Linked DNA regions of Mus musculus: region 2 is linked to region 1. The links are chromatin contacts, called in public HiChIP or PLAC-seq maps. All regions are on one chromosome and are shown on one strand. The core of a region is the stretch at or near the end of the contact, and the rest is flanking DNA. Distances in the headings are between cores, read along the strand shown. Region 1 holds the start of Adat3 (adenosine deaminase, tRNA-specific 3). Region 2 holds the start of Plk5 (polo like kinase 5).

Region 1 (2,868 bases), core at 231-2,730:
CTTCATCCTCTGGAAGATCAGCCAGTGCTCTCAGCCACAGAGCCATCTCTACAGCTCCTGGCCTAGCATTTCTATGGACCTGGGCTTAGTCAAAAAATATTAAAGAAACAACATGGGTTTCCTGGTGGCCCTGTTTTGGTGTGATGACCCAAAACTTGGTTTTCTTCCCAAGACCCTTGGTTCACATGGCTTCCTAGAAGCCAGACACTGTACCTAAGGGTTCTAGCTTCGTTTTTTTGTTTGTTTTTCGAGACAGGGTTTCTCTGTATAGCCCTGGCTGTCCTGGAACTCACTCTATAGACCAGGCTGGCCTCGAACTCAGAAATCTGCCTGCCTCTGCCTTCCAAGTGCTGGGATTAAAGGCGTGGACCACCACCACCCGGCTTGGGTTCTAGCTTTGTAATGCTGGTCATATCCACACTAATCTCCCACTTATCTGTCTTGCAAGCAGCCATACACCAAACTCATGGGACCTACTCTGCTCTGATAAGCTGGTCACAAGGCATTCCTTATTCCAGAAAGATTGTGTTTGGCAGACAGGCCTAGAAGATTGCAAACAGGTTGATCCTGGAGCCAACCCCAGGCTCTCTGGTGCCACTTTCTACCTTCCTGCTGGTCAGGGCTCAGCCAGGCAATCTGCTGTTTATGTCCTAAGCCACAGAGGAAGAAGGACCCTGGGAGAGACTCAGGGACTCTGGCCTGGGAATGACATGTTGGGCAGATAAAGCTACACTGTGAAACTCTTTATCTAAAACAATAATTAACTAAAAGGTATTAATGTTAGGTCATCTCTCCTGCCTCTATTACTTGTTCATTTATTTTCTTCATCTTTTGTTTTTGTTTTTTAAAGACAGGATCTGTCCTGGAACTCCCAGTGATTTGCCTGCCTCTGCCTCCCAAGTGCTGGGGTTAAAGGCCCTCGCCCCAACCATCTTGAACTTTTGTTCTCTTGTATCCACCCCCAGAGTGCAGGCATGACCAGCTTGTGCCATGAGGAATGCTATGTATGGAATCCAGGTTCTCCTGGGTGCTAGGAAAACACTCCATGAACAGCCCCAGCCCCAGACTTATTCAGAAGTTCACATATCTGTTTCACCCATGTACAGATGAGGAGAATGAGGGCCTGAGTGGACCTAAAACTTCAGACTACAGTCACTTTCCAAGCAGTAAAAGTGATTGTTCACCAGCAACATGGGACTTTACAGAAGTATGATGGCAGATGCTCTTTGAGTGACTAATGGCCATAGAGTCTCCTTCTGCCTCAAGTCTTCTCTCTGCTGATGTCTCAAAGTGTCACAAAGGGGCCGAGTTCAGTGCCATCCCAGGATCTCAAACCACAGTATTCTACTCGCTGCAGCACACATAAGAAAACCCCCTAGACTCAGCAAGGCCTTGTGAAGCAGCCACGCGCACGGCCTTAAGGGAAATGTAGTCGCATCGCGCAGGCCCCGCCCATGGAACTACGCTCCCGTGGTGCCCCGCGGTGGCAGGCGTGGCGGCCCGGTTGCTAGGACTTGGATAAGCGTGGCGTTCGCTCGGGTGTCCCTCAGGTGAGCAGCCGCCGTAGGGGTTCGGCTTTCGCCGTTCCGAATCCGCCATGGGGCACCGGAGATGGTGACAAGGCAAGGGCGGTGGACAGGGAAAGAAGGCCTTATCGGGACAGACCGCGTAGCCTGAGAGGGTTGTGCGCGTCCCGGGAGGCGGTGGGAGTACGCGTGCGCGAGTAGTCAACGCTAGTACGCGTGTGCACAGGGCTTTTCGCCCACCGCGCCCTATGCCGTTGGTTTGCGGCGCACGCGTGTACCCTACTTCTGATTCCGGAAACCCTGTGATTTCCAGCTGCTTCCGGTTGTATGTTCCGGGTCATCACAGTCCCCTGCCTCAGGGTTATCTTATCCACCATCCTTACAGCAGGTGTGCAGTTTCCCTTTAAGCTCTTGTACCCTATGGGGTTTCTTGGGGTATCTTGGTGGTACCAGGGATCGAATCCTGGACTTTGGTTATATTAGACTGGCACTGGACTACTGATCCCCTTCCCCTCCCTTCAGAAGTGGATTCCAGGAGCTTTCGCTAATCTTTGTACCCAGCCCTTAAATGGATGATTCCAGGCAGGGACTCTACCCCTGCGCCACACCCCATCCCCTCACAAGGGGCCCTAACCTAAGCTTCAGTCCCTCACTGGTGGACATAGGTAGGCTCAGCACTGCTGAGCTCTACCCCGAGCCCACTTCATTTTTTTTATTTTGGAAGTTTCCTGTACCGCTGAAGCTGGCCCCGAACTCCCATCTAGTGGCTTATTGAGTGACTTGTATTTCAGGCCTGAGCTTCCAGACCTGATCCTTGTAGTCTGTCCAGCCACGGTCCCATTCTTTTGGACCCTATACCCAGGACCCAAGGCCCATTGTTTGCCTGCAGTTGTTGAATGCAGAGGGCGTGTGGTTCCTCAGAGGTGGGAAGTGTCTGCTGGACCGCAGGTCCTTGTCTGTGGTACAAGGAGCCCCTTTCAAACCTGTTCCCATGCTGGTGTACAGTGGGCACCTGTCACCTAAAACAAGGGAATAACAGGCCACAATTGCAATGAACATGAAGGGCCCCTTTGGCCAAGCATTGGCTACCATCCTATAGCTATTAAACTCCTCTCCAGAGGCCCATAAGCCCAGGCTGTCATCTGTCCCCAAGGCATCCATCTTTCTGTGTCCCTTGTTGTCTAGTCTTGAGGGGACAAACAAAGCTGTGTCTTCTGCCCTGGAGACAGTGGCGCTTTGTAGCCCAGTCAGGCGCTGTGCGTTGTAGGCGTGGTGTATGCCCTGGGGAAGCCAGATGTCACCACGCCCTTCATGGGCTCTGCCTGCCATGGGGCCTTTGCAG
Region 2 (2,700 bases), core at 57-2,556, 250 kb before region 1:
CTGGGCTGGGGCTATCTTGGGGGCACAAAGAACCCTTCAGAGATTAGCACGAAGTAGGCACTTGACCATCCCAATGTTATTTAGCAAACATAGTAAGTGTTCTGCCAGACAGATCTGCTATGGAGGAGTTTAGTGCCAGCCATGGGAATGGCTCTGTTCCACTTCCTGTCACCCCCTCCCCATCCCCACCCTGACCGGCTTCCCTTTAGCAGGGGTCCTGGGCTTACTGGCTGCAGCCTGGCCTCTGAACAACTGGGGACTGTCACCCCAGCTCCAAAGGAGACACCAGTAAATTGAACCAGCCTCGTTCCCCATGGTACACTCAGCTCACCCTCAGGGCTTCCTGGGGACTACTAAGACTTGGGAGCACTCAAGGGGTGCTTCTTGTCCCCCTTGGTGGCACGGGCCAGGCCAGATTCCAAATTCTGGCTCTGGAAAATTCCATAGCCTGAATCCAGCCACACGGAGTGAGGCTAATCCCTCCGCATTTACTGTGTTATGTAACGTTCCGGATTAATACCAGAGGCAGATGGTAGGGCTCACACCCTGCCCTGTGCCTGCCTGGCTTTGGGAGTGAGGGGACTCCCACCTGGCACATGCAGGCGGGGCCCCAGATTCTTGAGGTGCAGAAATGCTGCATTCAGCACGGGGTGGGGGCGGGGGAGGGGAGGGGTGGGCTCCGGCGAAGAGGTAGCCTGAGGTTCTGAAGTCCCTGGCTCCTTGCTCTCTTCTATCAGCCACACCCAAACGTCCATCTCCGCTTTAAGGGTCAGTGCCCTGTAGGCCATCAGAGCTAGCGTCGCACACATGCCCACATCTGCCCCTCATCCTGGTTGCAATGTCTTCTGTGGCATCCCATGCCACGGTGACTCTTTTGTGTCCATAGCCTCCCAGCCCTGATTCTTTGGTCTACATGTCCTCAGACGTCCCCAGGCGGCCTTCTCTGAATCCCGCTGAGCCTTCCCAGTGCCCAAGTTGATGAAGCCCCACAGGTCGCTCCCGTAGGGAGCACCCAGCCAGATGCGTTTGGTCCTCTGGTCACCGGCCTCCCCTGTACCCCCGAGAGAATCCTGGGGCGGGCACCTCTGCAAAGAAACCAGCAGAGAGTTCTCTGGACCTCAGTTTCCCGGATGGGTGAACCAAGCGCTGTTAACAAGTCCCAAGAGGTGCAGGTCTGGGAGCGCGGCTGAACTAAGCCAGGTATCTGGCTCCCGGTTGGCTCCAGAGCACCTGCCACTCGGCTTCGGGTGCAGGCGGGACCCCACCGGCGTCCGGGCCCCGCCCCGCCCCGCCCCCACTCTCCAATAAGACCCGCTCCCGCTGCTCCCCGGCTCAGATCGGCAGCGCTGCAGGCAGCACTGGCTTGCGCAGTCCCCGCGCGCGCTGCGCACTCAGGCCCAACCTGCGCAGATGGAGCCCCGGTCCCGGCGGCGGCGGAGCCGCCAGCTTGTGGCCACCTTCCTGCGCGACCCAGGCTCGGGGCGCGTGTACCGGCGCGGGAAGCTGATCGGCAAGGTGGGAGTTCCCGCGTCCGTACACACACACACACGTACACAAACACACGCGCGCGCGAGTTCAAAGCGCGGGAACGGAGAGAGTTGAGGGGGCGGGGGTCTCGGGTAGGACGGGACCCCGCGCGCCATAGCTGGAGCCTTGGGTCCCCGGAGTTTGGGGTCCGGGCTGCGATGGCGAGGCGAGAACCGCACTTGGTGCTCTGTCTGAGGGCTGTGCGGAGCGTGTGCAGGGTGTGTGCGTTTCCCGCGTTAGCGCGGGCGCTGAGCATCCTCTGGGTGCACAGCTGGCGCTCCGCACGCAGTGGCGGGCTGTCATCTCCACGGTGGGCCCGCGGGGCTGTGGGTGCTGAGCTATGCGTGGGATCCGCGCTCTGCACCAGGCTCCCCTGCCTGGCTGTGGATGGGGATTGCTCCCTTAGTGGAAGAGTGCGCGGCTTGGGCTCAGGGGCTGTTTTGCGTTGTGTTCAGGTGTCTGAGTGATGTGTGTCTGGGTGTTGTGTATCCGGTGCACCTGGTTGCTGTGCTGTGTGTCTGGGTGTTGTTTGAAGGCATTCCCCTGTTAAACATTACATACTGTCTGGCTGCTGAGTGTCTGGGTGAAGCTGTGCATCTGGGTATTGTTTTGTGTGTCTGTGCTGGATCGGTGTTGTCATGAGTTTGTTTCTGGGTTTTGTGTGTCTGGGTATTTAGAGGCTGTATGCTGTGTGTCCAGATGTGTTTTGTATGGATGTATGGTGTGTGTGTGTGTGTGTGTGTTGGGTGTCTAAATGTTGTCGGTCTATGTGTTGTGTGTGTGTAGTTGTGTGTGTAAGCGCTGTGGGCAGGTGTCTGGCTGGGTTGTGTGGGAGCCTTCTGTATATGAGAGCTGTGTGTGGATGCCAAGTCGGGAGTGTTTGTAGGCGTGTGGAAGTGCCGCGAGGGGTGTGCTTGGGGGTGTGTCTGGGTGTTGTGTGTGTGGTTCTGTGCCTGGATACTGTATGTGGATACAGTGTGGGGTGCTGTGTTTGTAGGTGTATGTAAGTGGTTTATATGGGCGCTGTATATCTGGGTTCTGTGTGGATGCTCTGTGGGGTGTTGGGTGGATGTTATGTGTGTGGGGTTTGTGTTTCTGGGTGTCGTGAGTCCCTCACTGTCCTGTATAGGAGAGTACAAAGTCCTGCTCTGGCAAAGTCCGTGGGTCTCTTCT

Evidence for each region. HiChIP or PLAC-seq counts read pairs in DNA pulled down with a chosen protein or histone mark.
Region 2: a contact with region 1 is called in a FOXA1 HiChIP or PLAC-seq map of pancreatic cancer cells. The contact joins the promoter of Plk5 here to the promoter of Adat3 in region 1. A contact is called at or near these places in 2 of 39 promoter capture datasets (the SN4741 cell line and pre-B cells), 1 of 115 datasets of contacts at active chromatin or transcription factors (pancreatic cancer cells) and 1 of 9 other capture datasets (pancreatic islet).

The regions. Positions count from the first base shown.
Region 1 is chr10:80,601,400-80,604,267 of GRCm38.p6, forward strand. Adat3 (adenosine deaminase, tRNA-specific 3) reads left to right here and starts at 1,481. Exons shown (of 2, transcript NM_001100606.1): 1 at 1,481-1,550. It overlaps Scamp4 (secretory carrier membrane protein 4), which reads left to right and starts at 1,483. Exons shown (of 7, transcript NM_019575.4): 1 at 1,483-1,550.
Region 2 is chr10:80,355,153-80,357,852 of GRCm38.p6, forward strand. Plk5 (polo like kinase 5) reads left to right here and starts at 1,307. Exons shown (of 15, transcript NM_001347124.1): 1 at 1,307-1,515. The coding sequence starts at 1,411.